Linked DNA regions of Mus musculus: all the other regions are linked to region 1. The links are chromatin contacts, called in public promoter capture Hi-C maps. All regions are on one chromosome and are shown on one strand. The core of a region is the stretch at or near the end of the contact, and the rest is flanking DNA. Distances in the headings are between cores, read along the strand shown. Region 1 holds the start of Ctdsp1 (CTD (carboxy-terminal domain, RNA polymerase II, polypeptide A) small phosphatase 1). Region 2 holds the start of Ankzf1 (ankyrin repeat and zinc finger domain containing 1). Region 3 holds the start of Nhej1 (non-homologous end joining factor 1). Region 4 holds the start of Zfand2b (zinc finger, AN1 type domain 2B). Region 5 holds the start of Cnppd1 (cyclin Pas1/PHO80 domain containing 1).

Region 1 (2,700 bases), core at 147-2,646:
TTTTTCTCACGGTTGGTTCTCAATCATCTGACCCCACAGGTGGACGTTACCTGAGCATCCCCTGCTCTGGACCTTCAGGGCTCAGGGCCCTGTCGTCCACTCCCACTCTCCCTCCATTCTGTCTACCCAGTGAGTCCAAAGTCCCCATTGAGCCTGGGCCCAGAGGCCAGTGTCCCAGGGCTGTCAGCCCCACCGGCCCCACCTCCTTCACCCCGCCCCGTCTCTTTGCAGCGGCCTGTCTAAATTGACAGACCTACCCCCACCAAGCCTCTTCTCTAATCCTTTCTGCCTCCAGGCCACCCCCCCCCCAACCCCCAAAGAGCGAGGAACTGGACAGTGGACAAACCCGGAGTGACTTCCCAATCTTGAAATTCACACAGGGGAGGGAGGGGTGAGCCCCACTCTTGCGAGCCTTAGGGGCTCCGCATAGGCGGGCAGCACCCCTTACAGGGTGGGTGCAAGCGTGCACAGGCCCGAGGCCAACCGGCCTAGCCTGTTGCAGCCTGGGTGTCGCGTGCCCAGCTGGATACAAGGCCCCCAAGTCTGTCTTGCAAGGCTAGGGGCTCTCTGCCTTCGAAGGTGTCGTCTGCACCTCCACGCGTGACGCCCGAGTTTGTGGGAACCTGGCTGTGAGTTAGTTGGCGGGAGATCCCTGCAAGCCTCCCCAGCCCGCTGTCACCTCGGCACCCCTTCCAGACCTCAGCCTGGAGGGGGCGGAGCCTCAGCGGGTGGCCGGGTGGCCGCCTCACCCCCACCTTCTCGTCCCATTGGCGCCAAACTGGGGGAGGGGGTGACGCCCGGGAGCCCGCCAGCCCCTCGCTCGCCTTCTGCCTCAGTTTCCCCACTACGAGAAGCCTCGAGCGCACTGGTGGCGCCAGGCCCCGCCCAGCGCCTCAGACTCTCGCGGAGTTCAAACTCTCTCGGCCGCACTGGCCGGGGCTCGGGCCGGGCCAGGCCGAGGCGCGCGCCCGGGACAGCGGCAGCGACCGCAGCGCGGGGACGGCCCCTAGTCCGGTTCTGCCCTCCCGCCGCCCGCCTACCTTTGCCCCGCAGCGGGCCCCGCGCCTCCTCCTTGCTGATCTGAGTAATGACGGCCGAGCTGTCCATGGGGCCCGGCGCGCTCCGCTCCGGCCGGACTCTGGCCCCGGCGCCCGGCCTCCCCCCCGGCTCGGGCCGGAATCGGGGCGCGGGGGGGAGGGGAGGGTGGGAGGGAGGGATCCCCGCGAGCTTCGGAGGGGAGGGGAGCCAGGTTCTCGGGGGGAGGGGGAGGGAGGGGGCGCGGAGGAAACTTTGTTACAACATGGAGTTTCCTCCCCGCGAGGCGGATGCAAACATGGAACCCGGGCGCCGTTTCAAGGCTTCCCCTTAAAAGGGCAACGGCTTCGGCGCGCCTGGGACTCCGCCGCAGCTTTCATCACTTCTGGGGCCCGGCGGGCTGGGAGGCGGGCCGGGTTGCTGCGGAGATCCAGGGGGCGTCGCCTCTCTTCCTGCGGTGTGCTGGCCGGACCGAGCGTTCTGCGGCTGCGTGGCAGAGCGGACAGCCGTAACCCGCCGCTGCGGGCCACCGAGCCCCGGGACTTGAGGCCCGCCCCAGGCGCCCAGTCGGGGAGTGCCCGAGGACGTCGGGGCTCCACCTCCACGCATTCCAAAGTGCTGACACGATCTGCCTCCGTTTGTTCCTCTGGAAAATGGGATGACGCTAACTTTCTGTAAAATGGGTTTTAGTTTTTTTTTTAATTGAAATATTTTATGTGTATGGCCTGTAAAAATATATATGTTTATGTATGTACTCCACATATTTGTAGTGCACTCTGAGGCCGGACGAGGGCGTCAGATCCCCCTGGAACTGGAGTTAATAGCCGGTGTGGGCCTTAGGAGCGGAAATAGAGTCCTTTTAAGAGTGACATGTGCCCCTGAGCCATTTTTCCAGCCCCTAAAAAATTTAAAGTTATATTTATGTGTGGAGGAGGATACACGTTCTACGAGTGGAGATCAGAAGTTCTCTTCTTCCTCTCTTTGGGAGAGGCATCAAACTCAGGTAGTCAGGCTGGCCAGTAGACACCTTTACCCCCAAGCCTTCTCACCGCCTCTACAATGGGTCTTTTGTCTAACGTTGTGAATATCCCGTTCCCCCCCCCCAAAGGCATTCTTTGCTAGCCCCAGTTATGCAAACTCATCAAATTGTGGAATTGTAGATAGATTGATTTTATTTTTGTGTATGTGTATGAATGCCGGAGCCTTCAATGGCCAGAAGAGGGCGCCATCGCCTGGAGCAGAAGTTGGAGGCAGTGGTTAGCCTTGAGTGCTGGCACCTGAACTCATTCAGGTGGCCTGCATGAGCAGGGACTTCTCTTAACGGCTGATGAACCTCTCCAGTCCTAAATTATGTTCGTGATCCAACTGTAACTATCAGCATTCCCTGCAGTCTCGAGAACATCCCAGGATTGAAAAGTCCACTTCGGCGCCTACCTTTACCGACTGTCCTGTAGCAAATCTCGCCCTCTTCCCCTGCCAAACCCTGGCAGAAGCCGAGCCTCTGCTGCTCAGGGCGCCTTGTATCTTGTACGTGCTGTTCCCTCGGCTTGAAACGTGCCCCTTCGTCCTTGGCAGAGCCAAATCCCATCGAACTAGAAGAAATACCACCTTGTTTAGAGGCCCTCCACCCCCACCCCACCGCCCCTATCTGTGATTATTAGAGGG
Region 2 (2,700 bases), core at 177-2,676, 800 kb before region 1:
TGTCTTATGAGTTAGAGGTCAGCCTGGTCTACATAGTGAGTTCCAGGCCAACCAAGGCTACGCAGTAAGACCCTATCTCAAAAACAAAACAAAACACAACATCCCCACTGATATGGTTAATGGGCAACCCCTTGCTCTTAAAAGTGAACTTGTGGGTGTACATAGCGGTCTCTCTGAGTTTAAGCAAGCACACACCCAGGAAAACAAGTCCAGGAATGGTCTTTATCACATCTTGATACCTAACCAAAACCTAGGAAAGGTGTACATCACAGTGTCTGAAAGGTCCCTTTAGCCCCCTTCCTAGTAAGCCCTAAAATACTTCTGCCGCACTGGGGATGGAATCCAGACCTGTACACTGTACAGTCTAGGTTTTTCTTAAAGTCCCACGTCTCCTTCTTGCCTCAGATTCCTAAGTGCTAGGGTTACAGGTGGGTATTAACAACTCCCAGATTAAATTTATTTTTAACCATATAAAACCAGTTCCTAAATGGATGTTCACATCTTATAACTCCCAGTTGCAGTGGACAACCTAAAAAAGTGCAAGAAAACACAGCCGAAGACAAACTAGTGTAGAAAATCAGTAAATTATTCTATATTTAGCAAAAGGGAATATATCTGACTGGAGTCTACTTCGATTTGAAATAGACCTAGGAAAGGTGTTTTAAAAGCAGTGGTATTAATGTAACGAGATATAAACAATAGCTAGAAACCTTTATGGTGACAATTTATGGGCCAGCCCTGTATAAACAACCCAAGGCTGAAATATATTGAGGAAAGAAAAAGCCGACCAACATAAAGTCAGTGTGGATTCCTAAATTGGGAAATCACGATGTAAGTCTTCCGTGTTAATAGACTTCACGGAACCCTGTGACGTTCCTCATAGGTCCACCCCAAAGCAACCCGGATACCTGGACAGGAAGTACGCGGCGCCCAGGCCAGAGCCTCCCCAGGAGCTTGGCTCACCAGGCTCAGGCCCCGAATGAGTGGAGCTTCCCCGTTGAGGGACAACAGGGAAACGGAGGCAGGGGCTGAGGCTGCACTTGGAGCTGGCGACGTGGCTGAAGAAGAAACGGAGGGCAGAAACAACTCTCCAGAACGAGATCCTACTGCCGCATCGCCAGCCGGTTTGGCCATCCCCACGCAGAAATGCCCTTCAGCCTTTACCCGCTCCCACAAATCAGTTCTGCGGTAAATACGTGAGGATCTTCAGGAGTGAAATGGAGAGCACCAAGACCCAATTCGAGTCCAGGAGTTACCAGTCAGAGTCTACCCAACGGAACTACTAGCACCGACACCAAGCCTCGTCACTCGACCCTCCCTCAGAAGCCTCCCCTAATGTCCCGAGAGCCGAGCCACACGCAAGACCACGTTCGAAAACTGGATTTCTGCAACACCACAACAATTCGGCGGCTACGGAGAGGCGAAGGGGACACACTGCCGCGCCCGTAGCCCAGCCCCTCATCACGTAGAGCACACTATTGGTCTTCTGCTCTCCAAGACCCGCCTTCAGCCTTCCGTCCTGCCCCCTGGGCTAAGAATTGGCCACCATGTCTCCACCCACTTTTTTCATTGGCCAGACTGGCTGCGGGTGACAGTGAATGACAGACGGAGGGCCTAGAGCTCCGGGTCTGGCAGAGCCCAGCAGAACAGACCCGGCTTCTGGAATCCCCTGGATCCCGGTTCCTGCGGTGACACGCGAGGCTGGTAACTGGAATCTCCAGACCCAGGCCCAAGCTGGCCAGGGATGCCCACTGAGCCCCAAGTGAGCTTGTAATGCGTAACGGGGGCAGGGGAGCGGCGGGCGGGCCGGGGGCGCGCAGCTAGAATGTTTTGATAGAGGGCGCGCGCGGCCAGGGGAGCGCGCGTGCGCCGGGGCCGCGCGCCGGGTTGTCCGCTGTTGGGAGCCTAGCCCCCGGCCTGGGGCCGGGCGACCCTGGGGCGCCCTGTGCTCAGGTCTAGGTGGCTGGGATTGGGGAGGCATCCCAGCCCACCAGGGATTTCAGCTGTAGATCTGGCTCGACCCCTCCACCATCCACAGACACCCCTGGGCACAGGCCCTTCCTGGGGAGATCCATGGGCCCTGGGTCTACACTGACCAGGTGAGTGTGTTTCCAGAGGCACACACCTCTTATTATTAACCAAGGGACTCCCTCTGGGACCAGGTCGGACCAAGATCCACCATCCCCAGAGTCTTTACTGATTGGGAGTATACCATACCACCTTGACCCCACCTGGCACTAGGCACCCAGGGAACCCACTTATTCAAGCGGGATCCGGAGTCTACATGGACTGGAAAATTCTGATCCAAAAGCCATGCCTGCCTACGTCTCTGATGCTAGGGAAGCAGAAGGGATTGTCCAGAAAAATCTTGAGAAGACTCCCATTCGGGGTTTTCTGGACCCCGAAAAGCATGTCTGATTTCTAAAGTTGAGGTAGACCAGAGGTAAAACAGTCCCAAAGGGCTGTTTGGATTCGGACCTGTACTGACTCACTCTGCACTGGGTCAGAGAGTTTAGTTACTCCCTGGTATCCTCAAAGTAGATGAATGGTTCTACATAGAACAACAGGGGACATCTGACACAACTGGCAAAGTGTCTCTTCCCCATCTCTCTGCCCTCCTTAGTGGGGGCTTGGACCGGTGGGAGGGTTGGATTTTTTTCTGTCCCAACTCTCCATTCTTTGAAGCCTGACACCTTTTCC
Region 3 (2,700 bases), core at 128-2,627, 730 kb before region 1:
CCTGAGTGTGGGGAATGGAGTGTGTAGAGGGAAAAGGTAGATGGGATGGAATGGCAGCCTAGTGAGATGTGTCCCTGGTTTGAGATGCAGTTTACGTCTGAAAGGGAAGACTCATTGCCTGGGACAGTATCAGTTACCTTCCTGCCTGGCCCCAACCCTTTGTAGGCTGGAGCCCCCTGGATATGTTTCTTCGTTCTTTGCTGGCAGAACCCATTTTCTTAGCTGGTCTACTGGGCTTTCTCCTAGAAAACACTATATCTGGTAAGTTGAGACCAGGTCCCAGGGGAGTGGCTAGGTAGTCACTACTCCCTAGGTTGGGCAGGGCAGTGACCTTTACTTATTTTTCACTTAAAAAAAAAACCTTAATTTTCATTTTAAATTATGCATATGTGTGTATGTGTGTCTTTGGATATTTGCATTCATAAAATGTAGAGATCAGTGATGGTAGATCCTCCCAGACCTGGAGATTCGGGCAGTTGTGAGCCATCCGGCATGGGTGCTGGGACTTGGAACTTGGGTCCTCTGTAAGAGCAGTACCAGCTCCTAAGAGCTATCTCTCCATCCTGATCACCCCTCTTTTACAGGTACACGGGCTGAGAGAGGCTTAGGTCAGAGGCTGCCAACTTCTTTCACTGCCCAAGAAATTCAAATGCTTCAGCAATCCAGGAGGAAAGCTGCTCAAGAGTATGGGCTTCCTTTACCCATCAGAAACCTGTGTTCCTGCATCCCACAGCCTCTCCACTGCCTCTGTCCAATGCCTGAAGACTCTGGGGATGAAGGAGGATCCTCTAAAACAGGAGAGAGAGCCGACTTGTTGCCTAACTCTGGGGAATCGTACTCCACAGCTAGCAGAGAAGGGGTTAGGTCCCAGTAATCATCAAGACCACCATTTTTGTCTTAGTTTAGCAGTAACTGCCACCTTGCTGGAGTCTGTATACTTTGTCCCAGTGGAGGTGGATGTGGCCCACTTGCAAAATGGGCTGCCTTTCCTCCTCTTAAGACTTGAGCAGAGGCCATGGTTTAGCGGGTTGGAACTGAATAAATGAGATTTCTGCCTGTAAACTGTCAAGGCTTCTTGAATGAACTCTAGCATTCAAATATTTACTCTTTGCCATGAGCAAGGTCCTACATCCACGGATATGAATACGACAGGGTCCCTGCCCTCTCCCTGCATTTAAGATTTAAATAAGTAACTAAAATGTAAAGCAGATAAAAAAAAGATGAAGAGGCAAGAGAGAAGTAGTATTTCGTTTCAACTTAGGGCAACAGGAAAGGAATTAGGAAAGCAGCAGAGTTGCGAGTGGCGTTAACAAGTGAGGTTCGGGCCCCGCCCACCAGGGCCCTGGCTCCGCCCACACCCAAGACCCCGCCTTCCTGAGTGTGTTGTGTGTGGGGGGGTGGCCTCTCAGTTTGCGCACCAGGACAGGCCCGCCTTGAGGAGGGTGGGAGTTCCCGCAGCCGTTGACGGTAGGTGGGGTTGGTTTCGTGTCGGCGCCGAGATCTGGGTCTGTCCGGACGCCGAAAAGCAAAGATAAACTCGTGCAGTGGCCCCTGACCCGGGCGCTTTTTCCCAGAAGGGACCGCGCGCAGCCCGACTTTGGACCTCCCGGAGTGGGCGGACCTGCGCACGCGCAGTCCGTTTTCGGCCTCTGCCTTTTAGTGTGTCGTGTGAAGCCCCTCCTTAGCAGGCTTCGTGTTTGGCCCGCTGGGATGAATTAGTTTTGTTCCCCTTTGGGGCCCTGAGCCGTAACTGTGTGCAGCGGATGCTGTAAAAATGAGAGGCGGGCGACAAAGTTCTAGCGGGGGTTGGGGGGGCAGATGGACGCCTAGGGCGCTCGAGGGCGGGGCGTGTGACCTTTGGCGGCAGGGCCTAAGGTTTGCCCTCTTTGGTGGCACAGGGCGTGGGCTCGACAGATGGTCTGTAGGACCTTACTGCCCCCTGCAGGGTATTTTAGGAACTATCCCTGGGAGAGGAACCCGAGTGGTAGAATGTCGTGCAACTTCACAGTCTCTCCTTTAAAAGACAAATTAAACCCGCGAGGTTGGTTAACGTGATCATGGAAGACCAATTTGCGGAGTGTGGGGCGGGGAGTCAAACCCCAGAGGACTTAGATTCCTTCTCCCTCCATGCTGTGAACAGTCTCAGGCCCCAGTCCGTTCTACCACTTTGTTTTGTTTTGAAAGTCTCTTGCTATGTTGTCCAGGTTGGCTTCCAAATCAAGATCCTCCTGCCTCAGCCTCCTGTGTGCTAGGATTACAGGCATGCCCCATCATGCCTGACTCACTGAGTTATACTTACCTCAAGACCAGGCTGAGTGGTAGGAGCAGCCAGACTGGATGTTTAGACATTTTTATAGGGCCAGCTGTCCCTGGCCACATTAAAACAGCTTCCTCCCATTCAGACAAAACCATCGACTTGTGGGTTTTGACCTTCGGAACCAGTTAGGCCAATAAGCTCAATTTTGGTGAGTTTCAGAGTGCATGCCAGGATGTGCCTATAAGGGAAATTAGAGGGTTTGGCAACTTCATTTGTATGTCTAATCTTTCCCAGTGTAAACTCTTGCCCAGTGAAGACTCTTTAATCATTCTGAGACCAGTTTATCCTGTTGGAACAGCCCAGGATACAAATAACCATCTCCACACACAGCGTTTCAAGGTGGCTGCAAATAACCACCATATATGTAGTCCTGTGTCACTTGA
Region 4 (2,700 bases), core at 175-2,674, 780 kb before region 1:
AAGGGCCAAGGCAGTACCTCAGGGGCAGAGTGCTTGCTTGCCTAGTTTCAGTCCACAGCACTGCAAGCAAAATGGAGCAAAAAGCATAAAGACTGCCTTGGTCAAGGAAGACATGGCTGAAGCAAAGCAAGTTGGCTATTTGGTGGTAATTACCCTGCCCTGCTGGTCTGATGACCTTCCCCAGAGCATTCATGGTCCAGGGGATGACGGTGCTTGATGCAGAAGTTTCGGCCACAGCGATCACAAGTCAGTTTCATCATCTCCCGCTGCCGGCAGCCAGAACGTTCACACTTATTGGTGAAGATCTGAGATGAAACAGGGTTTGTTATTTAGGAAACTCATCTTCTCCTCTGGCCCCCATGGAGCTAGCCTTTTGGGTTTGCAGATGTCCGTATACTACGCTGGGTTGTCTCACTAACCCCTCCATTATTTATTTACCTTGCGTTTTTGCTGTGCTGGGTCAGAACGACAGTCTCTGTCAATGTGCTCTCCCACAGCACGGTCAGGAGGCTCTCCTCTGGCCACCGGCACAGGCACATTACAGAGAGGGCACACAGGTACCTGGATATCCTATAGTCAAGGGTCAGGAGTCAGTATGAGAGCCAAGCAATCTCTTAAAGAACCCGGATATACCACTCACAAATACACAAAAAACAAAGTTACCCAGTGCTGGGCTTAGAAACACAATAACTAAGAGGGGAAAACATAAAATAGACAGATCCTGAAAGCATCTGCACCCGCTCTCCTCTCCATACACCAACCCCTGCCACCCTCACGATCGCCCCCTCACCTTTTGGTAAGCTGATCCACAGTGATGCTGGGCGTAGGCCACATGGTCTGCGCAGAAGATGCCCGAGCAGGCATCGCACTTGAGTGGCAAAAAATCTACAGAGAATGGGTCAGATTGCGGGTTCAAAGGAAACTTAGATGTCCTTTCCTCTTGCGCAAAGCTGCTACTCAGGTAGGAAAAACTCTGCCCTATTTGCAACACACTGTACCTCTTTCACAGTACACGATCAATTTGGCCACGCCCCTAGTCTCCGCCCACAACTTCGAGCCCCGCCCTCCTGGCCTTTCCAGCTCCAGTGCTCACCCTCCTGGCCCTACCTGCAGTCCCCAGCCCCAGCCGTCCGGCCCCGCCTCCCGCGTGCTCCGCCCCTCACCCAAGCGCTGACAGCTCGGCTCGGAACAGTGAGCCCCGAGGTCCGGAAACTCCATCGCCTGGCCGTGCGGGGCCTGCTGCGGGGAAGAAACGAGAGCTGAGCGTGCCAAGGACTCCCGCTCCGGGCCCCGTCCGCAACACAGCAACTCCGGGGGGCTCCCCGCCCCGCCCCTTCCTCTCCCCCGCCCAGCACAGGTTACCGAAGCCTGAGCGTCCGCCGGCCCGCAGCCCCTACTCCTCCTCCCGAGGGCTCGCGCGCTCTGACGTCATCACGTTGGGCGGGTCCATCCCGGGCAACAGTAGATTGCAGGCGGAGAGTCCCAGAAGAGTTGAGCCACGCCCGGGAGCGGGTGTAAAGCTTAGAAGAGTTTTTTCAGAACCAACCAGTGAAGGCAAAGATGGACGTGTCGGTGGACAAGGGTGGTTTGGAAGCAGTTCGGCCTTTAGCCTGCTCACTTCGTCACTACCTTACTTTTCTCTAGCCATTTCTCCAGACCGAGGCTACCTCTTTTCTGTGAGGAGTTACAGTGTTTCTCAGTGGTGCAGATTCCTCTCCAGGTTTTAGTGTTGATGTTCACCCTCTAAGACATCCCTAGCCCTTGTCGGTATGATCTGAGCACACCTGCTCTGTCTTCTCCTCCCCTCCATCCCAGTTTACACGTCACCTCATTGAAATCAGCTGTTCACCAACCTGGCACAGTGTCTCAAGCCTTTACTCCCAACACTCAGAAAGCAGATGCAGGTGAATCTTTGTGAGTTCGACATCAGCATGGTCTACATATCGAATTCTAGGACAGCCAAGACTACATAGAGACACCCAGGCTCGGGGGTGAGGGAGGGAGGGAGAGAGAGAGAGAGAGAGGCATCGGCCACACAAAGGGGACTACCTGGTGAAAAGAGACATCCATAGTGAAAGGAGAGAAGACGAAAAACCCAAGAGAACTGCACACCCTTCCCTTCAATGATAAAATTAAAATATATCAAAGAGTCAAGGATCAGCTCTACCTGTTTCATACTGGGCCCTGCCTGGCACATAATACCTAAAGTACAACAGTCTCAGGTGAAACTCACTACATAGCTATTTTAAACAGATGCCTGGGTCCTAGGACTTCTGACTCAGAGGGGAGCTCCAGAAGGAATGGTAACACATTTCTAGTATGTCTCAACTTGAAAAACACTAGCCTAGCACATTCTCAGGGGTTCTGGAATGTTTTTTGAAGAGTGGCAGTCATTAAACTGGTGTACACCTTTAGGAACCACAGACTGAGACCTTCCTGGCTCAGCACATTTTGCTTCTCACACAGCTTCTCCTACTTGGAATTGGTAGTCACTCTACCTTCCCGTAGGTCTAGACGTGGAAACAAGTAATCAGGTGAAGTAAACAAACAAACAAACAAAAAACCAGTTTCTGCCTCTCAACTTTCCCCTCCTCTTCCTTTGATTTTCACTCTAAGACCGGTAGAAATTAAGACAGTCTTTCCTGGCTACCTCAGGCAGAAGCCCTGTTCTCAGCTCTAACTGTACCCAAACACCTTGAC
Region 5 (2,700 bases), core at 188-2,687, 750 kb before region 1:
TCTACCTCCACGGGAGAAGGAACACAGCGTTTGCATACAAAGAAGCCTAGAGCCAGGCATACTTTTGCTTGCTGTAAGTCCCTTCATTACACTGGGCCTATGCCTGCACAAGCCACAGCCCTGCTCCTCTTTGAGCTGAGCACAGCAAGCAGACCACATTTGGGCATCTTCTTTAAAAGGTGGCCTATACTCACCTGTCAGAGTGTGGTTCTTCAGGGGGTGGTGCTATGGAGAAAAGGGTGTGGGGTAAGTTAAGAATACAAGAAGCACTTAGAGACAGATCCAAAGTCAGAAAGAGCTGCCTCTCTTTAACATTCTTGGTCTCAATTTTTCAGTAATCCCTCTGTCTCTCGCTTCCAGGCCTGAACCACTATGTGAAGTCCAGAGCATTCCCTTTACCCACCAACTACAAGGTGTACGATATGCTGTTTCTGAACCCAGCTTTAAATGCTATATAGTTTTGACTACTAAACTCACAAGAACATTAATTTTGGAAAAGAAACAATTCTCATTTCAGGCAATTTTCTTAAAAAAAAAAAAAAAAAAAAAAAAAACGATGGAAGGGCATACAGGATGCCTTAGGAGATAAATGGCCTTCCTGTGCCTCCCCTCAAGTAGCAGGGTGATGCACGGAGCAGGTGCATACAGTGCATGTGGAATGAAGAAACTCACCTGAAACGTCAGGGAGAAAGCGAGGATGCCAGAGATCCAGTAGAAAATAGGTCAAAAGTGAGATGCTGAGCAGGAAGAAGGGCCGGAGGGACGACGAAGACAACAACCTTAGGGAGACAGGCATCTCAGTTGAGGCTCCCAAATCCATCGAAAATCACAGAAAGACCCATGGATGGGGAGATGGCCCTCTAAGCCTCACCCAGTCACTAAGAGACTAAAAAATGGGGCCACCTGGTGCAGGATCACCGCCCCAGACGCTGACAGCCCTCCAAGGGAGGGAGCACCCGGTCCTCCCGCCCCCGCTCTCCCGCGCAGCCCGGCCCCGCCCCCTCCTCCGTGGCCGTTACCAGAAGAGGCCGTTGAGTGTGGCCGCCGTGACCAGGCTGTGCAGCGGCTTCTCCCAAACCAGCAGTCGCTGTGCGGCCGCCAGCACCGCCTCCCAGCCGCGGAGCCGCAGCCACAGGGACGTAGCTAAACGTCCCACTGCCTCGGCTGCGGCCGCCTCCTCCTCCGCGTCGCCAGTGGCCTCACCCATGCCGAGGCTCAGCCCCAGGCCCAGGCCCAGCCCCGAGGTGCCACCCGCGCCGGTGTTACCGCCACCGCTGCTCGCCATCACCGCGCCGCAGCCGCTGCCCGAGCCCGCGAGGAGCCAGGGCTGCGCGGCCGCCGCCGGGGGCGCGTCAGACGGAAGGGGGCGCACGCACGGGCGAGCAAAAAAACCTGCGGTCAAGCGTCACGTGATGAAGCGCGATGCCACGTGACGTGCCCTAACAGCCCGGATGGGACGCCCGCGCGTGCGCGTTGGCCGCTGTCGTGATCCTGCACCCACGAAGGTGTGCTTCCAGGGTGCTGGAGGGGTGATCCGGGGCGGGCGTTGAGGCTGCGAGGCCTGAGGTCTTCTCCCGGTGTTTACAGGGCGGCTGGAGACCTCTTTGTCGCGTGAGGCACTGCCCAGAGGCAGTGAGTGGGCTTTCAGGCCCCCAGGATCTTGACTACAATCTGCTTGGGATCGGGAAGGGCGGTGCCATCCCCATTACTCAACCCTCTTCGCCTCCAGTCCCCTCCCCTCAGCGGATAAACAAACACCAGCGCGTGACTTTAATGACTTCAAAGCAGCTTCACCAACTTCGAAAAGTTGTTTCTTCCTTCTTGGAGCGTCGGCCCTCTCTCTTCCCAAAATCTCTCAGCCGCAAATTGTGTGGAAGGAGTGTTTGGAAATAAAACATCCAGGCGCTGTTTGCTTTGGGGAGACCTGTTTAACATCGTACATTGAGGCTTTATATCTTTTGAGATCATTTAATTGCTGGAGTAACCATACAGAATACAGTATGTATTCGAGTGTTACAGTTTCAAACTTCTAAGGGGCATAAAGATTCAACAGATTCCCTCCCACCTTGTTCACAGTTCTCCCACCTACGGTAAGTTTCTTGTTCATCTTTCCTGGGCATTGCTGATTGAGTGCGTCTTCCCTAAAACCCAGGAAACAACTCGCCGCGTTGCCTTTGTGTTAGGCTCGTTACTATCTGTACCACGACTACAAAGCCTGGTCAGCGCGTTCACCCTTGGTGTGTCGCGGTCCCCTGGGAACCGTATTACAATTGCCCCCGGTGCTCATAGCTCCGGAGACCCGGAGCTCTCAGGTTGGGCAAGGCAGGAGGCACTTCCTGCCGGGCGCGCAGACTCGTCGGTGACACTCACTCCCGCAGCTTATAAACGCCTAGCGAACGCGGCACGGGCTGAGAACACTGCTGGCCCTCGTACCTCCTGGTTCGCCTGGTGAGCGCCGCGCCTGTCGTCGGGCGCCGGGAGGCCCAGTCGCACGCGGAACAGGAAGAGGCGTCCCACGGCCGCCTGCGAGAAGGGAGGAGGCTGCGCGCAGTCGGGCGGTGGCCCTTTCGGGAGAGGTGGGCCAACGGGTGAGCACGGCTCTGGGGTCACTTACGATTCCTTCCCTTTCCCTCCACCTTCGCAGGGTGGCGGCTGACAGTGCGATGGACCTGACTGGGCTCCTGCTGGACGAAGAAGGCG

The links. Promoter capture Hi-C pulls out the DNA fragments that hold promoters and counts their contacts. Capture Hi-C pulls out chosen DNA fragments and counts their contacts.
Region 2: a promoter capture Hi-C map of pre-B cells shows a contact between it and region 1. The contact joins the promoter of Ankzf1 here to the promoter of Ctdsp1 in region 1. A contact is called at or near these places in 2 of 39 promoter capture datasets (liver and pre-B cells) and 1 of 115 datasets of contacts at active chromatin or transcription factors (bone marrow-derived macrophages).
Region 3: a contact with region 1 is called in a promoter capture Hi-C map of erythroid cells, with 6 times the contacts expected there. The contact joins the promoter of Nhej1 here to the promoter of Ctdsp1 in region 1. A contact is called at or near these places in 4 of 39 promoter capture datasets (the C10 cell line, erythroid cells and liver), 1 of 115 datasets of contacts at active chromatin or transcription factors (bone marrow-derived macrophages) and 2 of 9 other capture datasets (adipose tissue and liver).
Region 4: a contact with region 1 is called in a promoter capture Hi-C map of liver, with 2.9 times the contacts expected there. The contact joins the promoter of Zfand2b here to the promoter of Ctdsp1 in region 1. A contact is called at or near these places in 4 of 39 promoter capture datasets (the C10 cell line, liver and pre-B cells), 2 of 115 datasets of contacts at active chromatin or transcription factors (cardiomyocytes and extraembryonic endoderm stem cells) and 1 of 9 other capture datasets (liver).
Region 5: a promoter capture Hi-C map of erythroid cells shows a contact between it and region 1, with 7 times the contacts expected there. The contact joins the promoter of Cnppd1 here to the promoter of Ctdsp1 in region 1. A contact is called at or near these places in 4 of 39 promoter capture datasets (the C10 cell line, erythroid cells and liver), 3 of 115 datasets of contacts at active chromatin or transcription factors (the 230-238 cell line, bone marrow-derived dendritic cells and bone marrow-derived macrophages) and 2 of 9 other capture datasets (adipose tissue and liver).

What each region holds. Positions count from the first base shown.
Region 1 is chr1:74,390,305-74,393,004 of GRCm38.p6, reverse strand. Ctdsp1 (CTD (carboxy-terminal domain, RNA polymerase II, polypeptide A) small phosphatase 1) reads right to left here and starts at 1,396. Exons shown (of 7, transcript NM_153088.2): 1 at 1,041-1,396. The coding sequence starts at 1,107.
Region 2 is chr1:75,190,886-75,193,585 of GRCm38.p6, reverse strand. It overlaps Ankzf1 (ankyrin repeat and zinc finger domain containing 1), which reads right to left and starts at 1,426. Exons shown (of 13, transcript NM_026187.5): 1 at 909-1,426. The coding sequence starts at 1,134. It overlaps Atg9a (autophagy related 9A), which reads left to right and starts at 1,576. Exons shown (of 16, transcript NM_001288612.1): 1 at 1,576-1,762.
Region 3 is chr1:75,123,903-75,126,602 of GRCm38.p6, reverse strand. It overlaps Nhej1 (non-homologous end joining factor 1), which reads left to right and starts at 1,377. Exons shown (of 9, transcript NM_029342.4): 1 at 1,377-1,467. It overlaps Slc23a3 (solute carrier family 23 (nucleobase transporters), member 3), which reads left to right. Exons shown (of 12, transcript NM_194333.3): 11 at 166-261; 12 at 585-1,062. The coding sequence ends at 874.
Region 4 is chr1:75,167,370-75,170,069 of GRCm38.p6, reverse strand. It overlaps Zfand2b (zinc finger, AN1 type domain 2B), which reads right to left and starts at 1,424. Exons shown (of 10, transcript NM_001159905.1): 1 at 1,363-1,424; 2 at 1,164-1,239; 3 at 791-885; 4 at 439-570; 5 at 154-305. The coding sequence starts at 1,218.
Region 5 is chr1:75,141,448-75,144,147 of GRCm38.p6, reverse strand. It overlaps Cnppd1 (cyclin Pas1/PHO80 domain containing 1), which reads left to right and starts at 1,437. Exons shown (of 10, transcript NM_026977.3): 1 at 1,437-1,505; 2 at 1,588-2,090; 3 at 2,645-2,700. The coding sequence starts at 2,664. It overlaps Retreg2 (reticulophagy regulator family member 2), which reads right to left and starts at 1,362. Exons shown (of 9, transcript NM_170755.2): 1 at 1,020-1,362; 2 at 673-779; 3 at 195-225. The coding sequence starts at 1,285.